3 separate regions of the Mus musculus genome follow, and all the other regions are linked to region 3. Evidence: chromatin contacts called from public Hi-C and targeted proximity ligation data. All regions are on one chromosome and are shown on one strand. The core of a region is the stretch at or near the end of the contact, and the rest is flanking DNA. Distances in the headings are between cores, read along the strand shown. Region 1 holds the start of Cnih2 (cornichon family AMPA receptor auxiliary protein 2). Region 2 holds the start of Npas4 (neuronal PAS domain protein 4). Region 3 holds the start of Ctsf (cathepsin F).

The links. Hi-C and Micro-C count contacts between places; a contact is called where the count stands out from the background.
Region 1: a targeted proximity ligation map of pancreatic cancer cells shows a contact between it and region 3. A contact is called at or near these places in 1 of 39 promoter capture datasets (cranial neural crest), 1 of 130 datasets of targeted methods (pancreatic cancer cells) and 1 of 9 other capture datasets (adipose tissue).
Region 2: a Hi-C map of nephron progenitors shows a contact between it and region 3, with 2.3 times the contacts expected there. A contact is called at or near these places in 5 of 484 Hi-C or Micro-C datasets (the C2C12 cell line, the G1E-ER4 cell line, the N1E-115 cell line and 2 more), 1 of 130 datasets of targeted methods (large pre-B cells) and 2 of 9 other capture datasets (adipose tissue and pancreatic islet).

What each region holds. Positions count from the first base shown.
Region 1 is chr19:5,096,598-5,101,233 of GRCm38.p6, reverse strand. Cnih2 (cornichon family AMPA receptor auxiliary protein 2) reads left to right here and starts at 2,713. Exons shown (of 6, transcript NM_009920.4): 1 at 2,713-3,051. The coding sequence starts at 2,971. It overlaps Rab1b (RAB1B, member RAS oncogene family), which reads left to right. Exons shown (of 6, transcript NM_029576.3): 5 at 436-567; 6 at 662-2,027. The coding sequence ends at 856.
Region 2 is chr19:4,987,430-4,992,213 of GRCm38.p6, reverse strand. It overlaps Npas4 (neuronal PAS domain protein 4), which reads left to right and starts at 2,243. Exons shown (of 8, transcript NM_153553.5): 1 at 2,243-2,572; 2 at 3,327-3,478; 3 at 3,653-3,755; 4 at 3,866-4,139; 5 at 4,327-4,436; 6 at 4,764-4,784. The coding sequence starts at 2,398.
Region 3 is chr19:4,852,701-4,856,963 of GRCm38.p6, reverse strand. Ctsf (cathepsin F) reads right to left here and starts at 1,799. Exons shown (of 14, transcript NM_019861.2): 1 at 1,478-1,799; 2 at 1,168-1,266; 3 at 810-894; 4 at 656-717; 5 at 377-452. The coding sequence starts at 1,696.

The DNA.
Region 1 (4,636 bases), core at 1,464-3,963, 240 kb before region 3:
TGGGCCATCTCTCCAAGCCCCCCTTTTCCTTTTATTTTGAGAAGGTCTCATTGAGAGGGTCTCATTGAGACCCTAGGCTGGTCTCAAACCTGTGATCTTCCTGCATCAGTCATGCCTGGTGTCACCTGCCTTTCTTCTGATGTCCTTGGCTTCCCAGGAGAGGGTTAGGGAGAAAGAACTGCAGGAAGCAGCAATGACTGTAGGTGCAGGCGGCTGTTGAGGTGATGGCCACTGGCAGGCACTACTCCACTCTGCTTCTGGTTTTCAGGTTTCCGCATGGGAGAGAACCAGGGGAAAGCTAAACCTGGGCTTGGGGTGGGGGAGAGACTTTGTCAGAATCCCCGTGCTCGGGGCCTGCCTTTCAAAGGAGTCCTGTTCTCTAGACCTGGGTTGACCTGGGTGTGGGTGTGCAGTAACTTTGGACACTGTGCCTAGGAGTCCTACGCCAACGTGAAACAGTGGCTGCAGGAGATAGATCGCTACGCCAGTGAGAATGTCAATAAACTCCTGGTAGGCAACAAGAGTGACCTCACCACCAAGAAGGTCGTGGACAACACCACGGCCAAGGTGAGCAGGCCTGCCCTGGCTGTCAGGGGTCTGGGGCCCACATGCCTTCACCCCTTCTCTCCCTGCTCCCCTCTCTCTCTTCTTCCCTTCGCAGGAATTTGCAGACTCTCTGGGTGTCCCCTTCCTCGAGACAAGTGCCAAGAATGCCACCAATGTTGAGCAGGCATTCATGACAATGGCTGCAGAGATCAAAAAGCGGATGGGGCCAGGAGCAGCGTCTGGGGGTGAACGGCCCAACCTGAAGATCGACAGCACCCCTGTGAAGCCTGCTAGCGGTGGCTGCTGCTAGGAGGGGCACTTGGGGGAGGGCACCTTGTCCAGATGATGCCCCTGGAGCGGGCAGGAAGTGCCTCCCTCTCCTAGGGCATTTGAGTCTGTAGCTTTGGGGTGTCCTGGGCTCCCCATCTTCCTCTGGCCCATCTGCCTTCTGCTCTGAGTCCCAGTCCTGTCAGGGCCCCCGTGGAGGACATGCAGAGCCTGTGGCTGGGGTGGTCACAGGGACAGCTCCGCTGCTGCCTCTGGGTACCTTGAAAAGATGCCCACCACGCACCTTTCTTTGGAATGAGGGCTCCGCTGTCTGTCACTCACCCCCATGTATGCTGCACTGGGTTTCTCTTTCCTTTCTTCCCAATAGCAAGGGCCTCCCTGCCTCTGCTGCCCCTGGGTGCAGGCAGTAGCCAGGGGATCCAGGGCCTCAGATCCAGGGTCCTGCATCGGACCTCAGGACAGGTGCCAGGGCTGCGAGAGCCCCATAGCCACCTTTTCCTCATCTCTGCCTCACTCCATCGCTCCCACACAGCTTGAGCCGTCCAGCTGCGGTTAGGTCTTGAGCACATCTAGGGTAGGTGGGCGGATGGCTGCGGGGCCTGTGTCTCAAGCCGGGAGGGAGCCTGCTCCTGCCTCCCCCTGCCCTGCCTGAGCCAGGCCCATGTGCTGCCTGCCCACCGAGCCCCTTTGTCCCTGAGGAAAGCGGAGGCGGAAGGCCCACCTTGCCAAAGGCCGGGCACCAGCCTTAACCCTCACTCTGCCAGCACCACCTCCCTTTTCCGAGGCAGCACATCTGGCTTGTTCTTCCTCCATTCCTCAGAGCCTGACAGGGCCAGACCTGCTTCTCTGGGGAATGTGGGTGCAGCTTGGGGTTGTGGGGCTCTTCCCCCTCCCAACTCAGAATCCTGGCCCCCACCCTCTGGCACAGCTTCCTGTAGAAAACCTTTGGTCTTTACCTAAGAAGCCATGTCCTTTGTGCTGTCTCTTGCCAGTCTCACCCTACAACCTGTCCTCCCCCTCCAGTGTGTATTTAAGTCCCTGGGCTGCCCCTCTGGGAGGGAGCCTCTTCTCCCAGGTTCCCCTCTGATGTCACATCAGGCATCTTGCAAGGAAAAGCCACTTGGGGGAAGATGGAAAAGGATGAAAAAATAAATTTCCACTGGCCCTTGGATAAGCCAAGGGTTTTTGCAAGGAAGCGGTGGTGACTGAGTGTGGTCTATGGTCAGAGTCAGCTTTGAGTTGCTGGGTGGAACTGGAGTCCAGAGTTTGGTGTGATGCATGGGGGGTCCTGGCTTGGACTGTATCTTAAGCTTGCTGGTAAAAGCCCTTGACCCACATACTGGGGCTGGGAAAGCCTGCTGTGCGGCTATGGGATGTCCCCAAGGGCCCAGCATGAATCTGTCAGAGGGAGGCTGGCAGGAGGCCGTCAGGTGAGCCACCAACATCCACTGGGACAGGCGTTCAAGGCATGAAGTTAGAAGCAAGGAGCAGGCGTTGGTCCCCCTGCATTTAGTCTTCCCCTCCTCCAGTCCCCGACTTTAGTCCCCTCTTGTGGCTTGAAGCCAGATGCCAGCTATCCTGAGCTTTGACAAGCGCTGCTTTACATTAGGACCTCAGTTGTATCCCCCTGAGCCAGCACTCTGTGGAGACGGGAGTACAGAATGTGGCTATAGTGGGCTTAGTTGTCCGAAAGTTGTACCAGGAACGGGCTTCCAGGTCTGCATGTTCTGGAGGTGCACAAACACTGGGCTCATTGGGGTGAGTGGCTGTGCTGGGCTGATGAGGCTGGCGGAGGGGCGCTCTGAGTCTCAGCCCCGCCCGAGGCCGCTGCACGGCGGCCCCGCCCCCGGCTCCGCCCCGCCGGCTTCGCGGGCTGGAGAGCGAGGGAGCCGCGGGCGAGGGATCGCAGGATGAGCGATCGGGGCCCGGGCAGCCGGCAGCGGACGCGCCCCCCGAGCCCCACGGCCCGCGCCCCGCGTCCCCCACGGCCTCGTGGCCCTGGTCCCGGACGCGCTGTCCGTGTCCCTAGAGTCCGGTGGGCCATGCCCGTCCGGCCCTAAGTGTGGGCCGGGGGGCGTCCCCTTGCGCCCAGACCCCGCGCTGGCGCCCCCCGGGCCACCGCCCGGCGCGGGGGCCATGGCGTTCACCTTCGCAGCATTCTGCTACATGCTCACCCTGGTGCTGTGCGCCTCCCTCATCTTCTTTGTCATCTGGCACGTAAGACTGGGCTTGGACTGGGGGCGGGGTGGGGGGCAAGTGGGCTTATGGAGCAGGAGGGGGCTGGGGCTGATGGTATCAGTGCTCCGGGGAAACTTGAAAGGTCTTTTCCACTAGCCCCCATGGTTTCTGTTCGCACCCCCCAACACCCCCTTGTCGTTGGCTTCCTTCCCCCGGGGCAGCCCCCCCCTTCCTTCACCGCCCCCGCCTGTCTGTGGGTATGTCAGTAGGTCCTGACCCTCTCCTTGCTTCATCCAGTCATTGGGCAGGGGCGGAATTCTTGATCCTTCTATATTCTCATCCATCCACCCCCGTCTGTCCATCGGGCAGTTTGTCTGTGTGCCCCCCCAGCCCCCCCGCTGAACCCCTCTCCTTTGTGGGTTTTTCCAACCAGAATGATGGAGATGGTTGCTATGGCAACTGCATCTGTTTACAAGACCCGCATATCTTAGAACCCATTAACCCTGTCCCCTCCTGGACCCCTCTGACCCAAGTGGGATAGGTTCGAAGCAGCTCAAGAAACCTAGCTCCCACCTGGTCTCACTCTGACTCTCCAGCTTCCTTCTGATTCCTTCACATACGTGCCTTTTGTCTTTCATGTCCCTCACTCCTGGTCTGCCCTCACCCTGGCCTAGCCTCACACCTCACTCTTCAGAATGTCTCTTGTCTCATCTCAAATGGTTTCCCATTGGAGAGGGTTCTTGTACCTAGTTCTCTCCTGGGCTTTCCCAAGGGCCTCCTCTACCTGGTTCTTTCTCCTCTCTAGAACTGTGAGCCTCTGGCTTACTGTTGAGGTCTCTGCCGGCTCCTTCCAGCTGCCCCTCCTCCAATGCACTCAAACGGGTCCCATACAGGCCTGTCTCTCTGTTGTAGCTACTAGCATGCACATCTCCTGGTCTAATCCTCTTTTAAGTGTTCTCTTATCTGACTGCATCCAGCGTGCCTCCGTCCCCTCTTGCTTTACCTTTCTTGCTCTCCATTTCTTGTGTCTTTCTGGGACTTGCTGCCTCCCAGAAAGCACCCTGTCTCTTCCTTTGTCCTCCCCTCCTTCCTCTTTGACAGGTACTAGATCCTGAGCCCCCACAGGCATCTCCAGACACACACCATCTCCAGCCCAACCCCTCACTTTGCTCCAGTCTTGATCTAGGTCTCCCAGTTGGGTTTCTTGTCCTCTGCTCCGTTTCTCTCTTCCTCCATCACTTCGAATCCATTATGCGCTTCCTGTCCCAGGCCCCAGGGCCTTGGACAGTTCTGTGGGGGAAGAACAACTTGGGTCCTAAGAATTAGAAAAAATGGGGGGACCCAGGCAGGATAGCTAACTAGCTCCTGAAATTCAAGGAGCCCCTTCCCACTCACAACTCCACTTTCCCTGGTGGGGCCCTTCTTAGGAGCTCAGAGCCTGCCTAGGACAGTTGCATAGCAGCTGCGGGGGAGTCAGGCTGCATAAGACCTGGACCTTGCAAAGTGTCCAGGCCGAGATGAAGTCTCCTGAGGTTGGGAGCAGCATCTCTGTTCTCTCGACAGACCTTTCTGGGACCCCTTCCACTGTGAGGCACTGAGCTTTTCACCCATTTAGCTTGGTCCT
Region 2 (4,784 bases), core at 994-3,493, 130 kb before region 3:
GATGAAACATGCCAGAGAGAAATACATCCTGAAGAAACCATTTCTGTCACCCATAAGGTTGGAAACAGTGTCTTACAGACACACACCATTTTCTCCATCTCAGCTATACCACTGGCTGGCTACATGGTTGTATATGTAGATGCTTTCTATCTGAACTAAAATTGTACAAAATATTAGGATAGGGGCTCTACAACCATGAACCTCTCCCCGCCCCTCCCCGGCATTACTAGGGAGTGCACTCAAGTCTTGAGCATGATAGAAGTGTGAACTCCTACTAAGCCATGGCCCTGGTCACCAAAGTACCCTCTTCCCATACCCCCTGCTTTTCACTCCACGTTGCCTCTCTTGCTATCACCCCTTTCCATGAAGAACAGGGGTTTCTTGACCACAAACTTTTCTCCTTGGTGTCAAAGTTCATCTCTAACTTTCTGCAGCCAGTTCTGTCCCTCTCTCCCAATTTTTTTTTGTTTTTTGTTCTGTTTGTTTGTGTGTTTTTGTTTTTTGAGACAGGGTTTCTCTGTGTAGCCTTGGCTGTCCTGGAACTCACTTTGTAGACCAGGCTGGCCTCGAACTCAGAAATCTGCTTGCCTCTGCCTCCCAAGTGCTGGGATTAAAGGCGTGTGCCACCACGCCCGGCTTCCCTCAACTTTTTAAATGGTCTTGTTTTTCAGGCTCTAAAAGTGCTTTTATATGTTCCTACTCTAAATGAAATTTTGGGCAAAAAGTTTCTCTAGTCCTTTGTGAAATGGTTGTGGGATAAAAAAAGGGCTCCCATACCCTGTGTAGACAGCAATCGCATGTAAGTGACTGAAGAAAGGTGTGTGTGGGGGTGTGTGTCTGGAGGGGTGGGGTGATGCAAAGGCCACACTACAAAGACAAGCCTGACATGACAGGTAGTTAAACCAAAGGTGCAAATTAGAGGGGTGGGGGTGGGGGGCGCCCACAAAGCCGAGATAGACTGTCCAACGCTCAATGAACGAAGGAAAAAAAAAAAAAGAAAGGTGTATGTTGTGCGCTCACTCAGTGACAAGTGCACAGGCAGAACGAGGAGCCCTGGAGCTAAAGATGGAGCAAGAATTGAAGGGAGATGGGGAGGGGACTCTGGCAGAATTAAAGGGTCTTGGGTAGGTGCAGCAGCCACTGAGGGCACAGCAGACCCTGGCTACTTGGCAGCCTCCCCCTCTTCCCGGCTGAAGCAGTGGGGAGAGCTTTCTAGAGCTGTGCGGAGGCCGGTAGGCCCCGCCCGCCGCTGCCGCCGCCGCAGCCGCCGGAGGATTCCTGTCCTAATATGGAGCTGGGATTCCCCCGGCCCCGCCCCCGCCCCCCAGCCCGCCGGAGAGACTGGGGCTCGCAAGAGGGCGGGGGAACAGCTCGTCTTGGGGGCTGACAAGCGGGAGGGGATCGTGGGAGAGGTTCAAACACACATCCAGATCCTCACCAGGCCCTGGGTCTTTGCCTCAGTTTCCCCGACAGGTGGCTAAGATGAACTAATAGAGGAAAAAGGAATCCCTGCAGATCACAGTGGAGATGTTTGTGTTCCTATGGTGCTAAGGAAATATGATCAAGACCGAATTCAAGTGGTCTCTTCTCCACAGGACCACCATTCCACCCTATCCTGGAGATTTAGACCCTCAGGTCAGGGCATGGAGGCGAAGAAGGAATTATTTATTTGAAACTGGCTAAGGGACTTTCAGATTGAATAGACCCCAGAAAAGACCCCCAGTTGTGACCTAGCCCCTCCCCAAAAGCCAAGGAAAGTCCCTCATGTAATTTCGACCCCTGCCTGGCAGATGGCGGCAAATTGGCAGAGGACCAAGCCCCTTCTCATCCTTTGCCTCCTTAGAAAAATCTATGTTGATAGCAGCCTCGCTTTGCCTTCTACAAACTCTCTTGTTAAGGGCTTCAGACCACCCTAATCCATGTACTGTTCCTCCTCCTAATAGAATGTAATGGAAAACCTGGGTCCCTGCACCCCATTCCTGGCTCTGCACAGCTCTTGCCAGCCGGCCCCCTCTGCACCCTCCCTTCTCCCCCTTCCCCCGCCCCCTCCCTCTCCCGTTCGACGTCACGGGATGACGTCGGAAGTCTGGGAGGGAGGAGGAGCACCCCCCCTCCCCAGCCAGTGGCTCCCTCTGCAGCTTGCTTTAGCCCAGCCTCCCGCCTCCCGCTGCCCCCCCCGTCTCTAAAAACGAGCCCCCCACGCCTGTCAGGAGCTATATAAGGCGGATCGAGGCAGGCGAGGGGGGCAGCGCTGCCGAGCGGAGCCCAGGAGTGGAGCGAGAGCGAGCAAGAGCCTGAGCGAAAAGACCGGGAAGCAAGGAAGAGGAAGCCTCCGGTGCATCGGGAAAGGATCGCAGGTGCTCGGGAGCCGGAGCTGGAGCTCCACAGCCGGCAGTCATGTACCGATCCACCAAGGGCGCCTCCAAGGCGCGCCGCGACCAGATCAACGCCGAGATTCGGAACCTCAAGGAGCTGCTGCCGTTGGCTGAAGCGGACAAGGTCCGGCTGTCCTACCTGCACATCATGAGTCTTGCCTGCATCTACACTCGCAAGGGTGTCTTCTTTGCTGGAGGTGAGCAGCTTGGGCTACCGGAGACCAGAGCTGACGGGGACCAGGGATGGAGGAGCTGAGGGAATGTGCTAAAACTGCCGCTTGTCTAGCACAGCGTGCTGGAAGCCTGTGGAGAGAAGGGACTTGAGGGGACCCTGGACTTCCTACTTTTTCTTCTGAGCTCCATCTAGACTAGCCTAAACGATAGTCCTAGCACTGGATTTGTGTGAGATAGAGCGCTAAAACAGAATGGTCCAGGCTCCCATTGCCTCAGAGGCACTCCAGGAATCCGGGGAGGGTACGGAAGGAAGCCTGGCAAGCTACAGGGAAAGCCTGCAAAGGCAAAGTATGAGGAAGAGTAGCTTGTGCTAGAAAATGCTGAGAGGGTCTTTCTATGCGCTCTGGAGCTGTTCGACGTCCTGAAGCCATCACCCTTTCTGGCGCTGCCCGCGGTGCTGAAATGGCCATAGCCCCTTTTCGCAGGAGCTGTCCGCGGTGCTGAATCCCAGTCCTTTCGGGAGAGCTCTGTCCACAGTGCTGACAGCAGAGGGCTGCTGAGGTTCCGGCCAGGCTTGGAAGTCCAGGGGCTCCCTGGCTAGATAGTTTTAGCAACAGGTCTCCTGGCCAAGATCCACAAGCATAGGGTCAACAGGTGTTGGCAGAAATAGGTCTATGGGAATTTCCTGTGTCTTCTCCAAGACTCAAAAGATGTTCTCTTTATTTCTGTGTTGTCCCTGATTCTTATCCTGACTCACCACATCTTCTCACCCTACAGGCACTCCTTTGGCTGGCCCCACCGGGCTTCTCTCTGCTCAAGAGCTTGAAGACATTGTGGCAGCACTACCTGGATTTCTCCTTGTATTCACAGCTGAGGGGAAGTTGCTATACCTGTCGGAGAGTGTGAGCGAGCATCTGGGCCACTCTATGGTGAGTACTAAAAGTCCTTGCATCTCAAGTTGGGGTATATGTGAGATAAAATGAGCCTCTCACTACTGAAAACAGAGTTATTAGAGGCGAGTGTGGGGGAGTCTTCCCTAAGAAAAATCATTGGTTGCAGATAGGCTCTTGCTGCCTTCACTAATGATCACTTCTCCTTTCTAGGTGGACCTGGTTGCCCAGGGCGACAGTATCTACGATATCATTGACCCTGCTGACCATCTCACTGTGCGCCAGCAGCTCACCATGCCCTCTGCTCTGGATGCTGGTAAGAACCTCCTCTCGGTTCTTCAGTTTACTCCTCTGCTGCCCTGCCCTAACTATCTACTCTCCTCCAATGCCCACCCTCTTAGTCAGTTTTTCCTTTTGCTCACCTAGATCGCCTTTTCCGTTGTCGATTCAACACCTCCAAGTCCCTCCGGCGCCAGAGTTCAGGAAACAAACTGGTGCTTATTCGAGGTCGATTCCATGCTCACCCACCTGGGGCCTACTGGGCAGGAAACCCTGTGTTCACCGCTTTCTGCGCCCCACTGGAGCCAAGACCCCGCCCTGGCCCCGGCCCTGGCCCTGGCCCTGGTCCTGCTTCTCTCTTCCTGGCCATGTTCCAGAGCCGGCATGCTAAGGACCTAGCCCTACTGGACGTTTCTGAAAGGTAAGCCCAAAGTGTTCAAACTCCAGTAAGAAGGGAGGCCAGAAAGAAGGGAACTTTAGATTCGTGATCTTAGATTCAGGGCAGGGAGGATGGGGCTTAAGTGGGCAGAGAGCATGGGAGGGAGTGAAGTGCATGCATTTTGAGTAAGGTAAACAGAAAGCTGACCTCATCATTTCCACCTTCCCAGTGTCCTAATCTACCTGGGCTTTGAGCGCAGCGAACTGCTCTGTAAATCATGGTATGGACTGCTACACCCCGAGGACCTGGCCCAAGCTTCTTCTCAACACTACCGCCTGTGTGAGTGTCCTGAGAGGCCGTGCATAACACAGGAAGCTGGGAGAAAGCATGGGAGACAGGCCAGGGACTGGCTGTGGTCCAAACTGATGTTAAGGAGTTTCGGAGGCTACAGAGTGAGCTTGAGGATGAGAAGTCAAGGCAAGAATAGGACAGAGTTAGAAAACACTGTGTGATAAGGTCAAGTGGGGAGCCTAGAGGTACAGGTTAGGGTAGTTAGAAGAGAATATGTCATGGCTCCCTCAATTCAGTGTAGAGGTAAGAAAGGTGGGTGTGTAGGTGGTGTTGATTGATGGACCTTCTAATCCGGTATTCCTTTTTTCTCCCCAGTGGCTGAAAGTGGAGATATTC
Region 3 (4,263 bases), core at 550-3,049:
GCTTCTCCCAGCACCCCTCAGTCCCTACCCTGGCATACCCAGAAGCTCTTCCAGACACAATCCAGGCATTTTGGTCTCCTCACTCTCCCTTTTCTCTTCTTTTCTTCTCTCTCTGTGTGGGCCCTTTCTCCCCTTCTCTCCCTCATCTCCTCTTCCCATGGTGATTTCCGTGGCCTAATCACTGGGGCCAGTGAACTCGCCAGAGAGCAGCTTCCCAATAAACCAGCAGTTAATATCATCTTATCTGCCTTGATCTGGCTCAGTTTACCACCGGGGAAATAAGGTATCACTGTGTACTTTATCTCCTTAGTATCAAGGTGCCGTGACGGGAGAAGGCCCAGGCCTGACGGAGACAGATGACAAGGCTGGGGCCTACCTTCCCTTGATTCATAAGTCCGGTTATAGGTGGTCATGAAGTCCTTGAAGAGTGGAGCCATCTTCACAGAGAAGTCCTAGGAAGGCGGAAGGATGTTCACTTACAAGTCCAGCCAGACCCCAGTGAGCTGACTGAGCTCTACCCTGGAGGACCAAGACAGGGAAGTCACTATGGGAAGAGGAAGTGAGGGGGAAGAGAGAGAAGGGGCGTGCAGAGAAAGAGAAGAGAAGGGAAAGAGGATTAAGGGGCCTTTGTCTCTCCTCGACACAGGGTCTTCACCTGGGGCAGGGGATCCTTGTCCAACAATGGAAGGAATGAGCTGAAAGTCGCATTTCTAAACTCTGGATAGGGTCGGAACAGAGAAGTAATTAAGGCTGGATTCTGACTCAAGTATGGTCTGGGCTCTCCCAGTCTCCTTGAGCAATCCCAGCACCTGTGACCTTGGCATTCACTGGGCTACAGTCCCTCCTCAGCAGCAAGTGTTCTTTTAGCTCTTCCAGGACTTCAAAACTGCAGAGCTGGAGGCATAGAAAGAAGACGGTCTTGGGACAGTTTGAAACAAGGTCCTGGCAAGAGCAGCTAGAAGTTCCTCAAAGGAGAGCCACATGGAAGGCAGTCATAACTTGGTGAAAGAGGGAGGCCAGCAGCAGACACCCAGCACCCCAACACCCACCCTTTCAGAGCATCTTGGTCTCTAACTTGGTATCTCAGGAGTAACCAATGCCTCGACAGGACCCACCATTCCAATTGTTTGCCAGCTAGGGCCAACAATAGCTGACCTCTTCACTCACCACTGTTTTCTTCGTCTCAGGCAGTGGGCACACCAGGGGATCATTGCAAGGTGGCTCCTCTAGTGTGGCTTCCAGGGAGAACAGAGAGCCCTGGCCGGCCTGGATGGAGAAGAAGTTGGGGCTGGCCCAGCCATCCCCTCCCCCTTTACTCCTCTTAGGAGACCATTGCCCATCTGTGCCTCCCTACCGGATACAGGTCTAAACAGGTCCTTCCCTCCCCTGTCCTGGCCATCATCCCAAATTTAAGCCAAACTCCACCTTGCACCATTCCTGGGCCCAGGCCCCGCGCCCGCTCCCCGCGCGTCCTCACCCGGCGGACGCGTCCGCGCACCGCTCCTAGCACGGCCCTTGTCCCCGCAGCACGGCCGTAATTGTACATGTCCAGCGCGAAGCGGGCGGGGGCCAGCAGCTCCTGGGACGACAAGTTCCAGGCCTGCTCGTCATCTGCCCAGGGCTTGGCGGGGACGGGGCTCAGGGCCACAGTCGAGAGCAGTGTCAGCAGCCACAGAAGCTGCAGTAGGGGCGCCATAGCGAGGTCGAAGCTGCTCGCCCGGATTCACTGACCCACAAACACACGGATCAAGAGACCCGAGGCGGAGCCTGCTGTCAGAGGCCACAGAGAGTTTCCCTACAACGTTGGAGAACGCCGGGGCGGCCAATGGGCACCGATTCCTGGCGCTTGCGCGCTCGCTTATTTACGCGAGGCACGTGGACCACGGGGTGCGGGATGCGGGGGGGGGTGGGTGGGGGGGTGGAGAGGGTGGAGTGAGGGGAGAGGACACTAGGTTGACAATAAAATAAGAATCTACGCCCTTTTCTATCTTACGCAGGAAAAGCCAGATCCTTTTAACCATGGCAGACCTGTGAGGTCAGTGCAGTCCCATTGCGTAGATAAAGAAAAAGAAGCTTACAGATGACTCTGATAAGAGGTGAACCCAAACAATTGGTTCCTCAGCCTGCCTTCACGGTGTGATCTCACCTTTGAGGCACCTATTGTCATTCACCAGACGGTCAGTAATATTATGGGTTGTGGGACCAGAGGATGTAGGTAGTTCAGTGGCTAGTGTTTGCCTAGCTCTCACAAATGCCCTGTGTACCATCCCCGAGCACGGAATAAACCTAGCCTGGTGAGGCACTCAGGAAGAGACAGAAAGTTCTGAAGTTCAAGGTCATTCTTGGATACCTAAGAGAATTTGAGCGTAGGCTACATGAGTCTGGCTGTTGTGAGGCTTAAAAGACATCTATATAATCAACAAAGCTGTGCAAAGGGTGGATCGTACCGTAAATCACTTAAAAGCACTGTGTTCCAGGACTGCCAAGGGACAGCGTCACAACTGAAAACAGAGGGTGGGAAAAAAATCTCCAAAGTGTAAAAATGTATGAGGGAATAACAAATTGAATCATAAACCAAGATGCATTCTCGTAAGCCTCTGCACACTTGGAGAGGGACCGGAAAGGAGGGTTTTTTATTATTGAAAGGGAAATGTCCATAAACTGCTTGGATACAAAAATCCATTGGTTTTGTATCGGAGAGGCAAAAATTATCCTCAGCTCATTGAAGGAGCTGTCGTATGTTATCTAAAGCGGTTAAAATCAGCCTTGTCACAGAAATCTTGTGTGTACGTGAGGAGTGTGCAGGGTATGTATATATGAAGGAGTTTTTTGAAGTCTTTAAGACAGTTCCCTTGGTTTGTTTGTCTTCAAAACAGGGCCTATGTAGACTGCTACATCCACTCCAGTAGTGACATGCATGACAGGCCAAAAGCCTGGATCTTGCCCAGGGCCTGCTTCTTTTGTACCACCCCGAGATTGGAGTTTCTGCCTTGTCCTGCTTCCCTATTACAACCTAAAGATTGAGGCTTGTTTCCTTGTCCTTGGCCAATGTCAGATTCCTGCCTAGCAGTACCCTATAGGTCTCTCCACAATGTATCCCATAAAGAATGCATCTACTGGGGCTGGAGAGATGGCTCGGGGGTTAAGAGCACGGACTGCTCTTCCAAAGGTCCTGAGTTCGATTCCCAGCAACCACGTGGTGGCTCACAACCATCTGAAATGAGATCTGGCTCCCTCTTCCGGAGTGTCTGAAGACGGCTACAGTGTACTTAATATAAATAAATAAATAAATAAATAAATAAATCTTAAAAAAAAAAAGAATCGTGCTTATCACTTTAAAAAAAAAGAATGCATCTACTGTATTTATAAACAGCACTTCTATGGGAGAGAAGTTTACGTGACTAGATCACGTTTGCTCTTTTGAGTTTCCTCCTACTTCAACACAGATAATTGAATAGTGTGCTGTAGGCATTTTTATAGAATGTGCATGGCATATTGTAAAGAATTGTTCTCAGTGTCCTCAGCTTCTACCTGTTCCACCCATTGGTGTTAATTCTTGAGGACTTTTACTTAATCAATTATTGCAAATAGATACTCATTTTTGATTTTAGAAAAATGAAATATGCACATTGTGACTATTGATACACTTTTAGTCTTTCTAATTACAACTGCTTTAACAAGAAAAGCAACTAAAAGTATAGTCAGTCATTGCCTATGTTGATTTTTTTTTTTATGCTTGGTGTTCCAAATCAAATTAAAATAGATATTGGAACTGGCTATTACAGCCAAGCATTTGAGATGTTTTGTCAACAATTTAATGTTACCCATGTTACTCATATTTTTTTATAACTCTTAAGGAAAAGATACTGCGGAGCTTTAAATATATATCTTCAAAAATTTTTTTAAATTTGGATGCCTAAAATCTCTCTGAGTGTCTATGGCACTCTACAACCAGGCATACTCATGAAATGAAAGGATCCACATACTGGCACATGACATGATACTGTTCAGGTATTTAATATGGGGAAGAGGGCATTTTTGTGTTTTCTCCACAGAATGCTGCAGCAGGAGCATGCTAGCTGCCAGAGTGATTGGTGAGACAAGCTGATGCTGGGACAAAGACTGATGCTGACCTGTGAGCTGGCTGAGTGCCCTGACAGTGGAGACAGGCAGACTGTTTTGGACTTGAGTTCCTGATCTCAGATTGGACAAACTGCCTTGCTTCAAACTTTTAGCTTGTGGGACTGAGAACATGGAGACTGG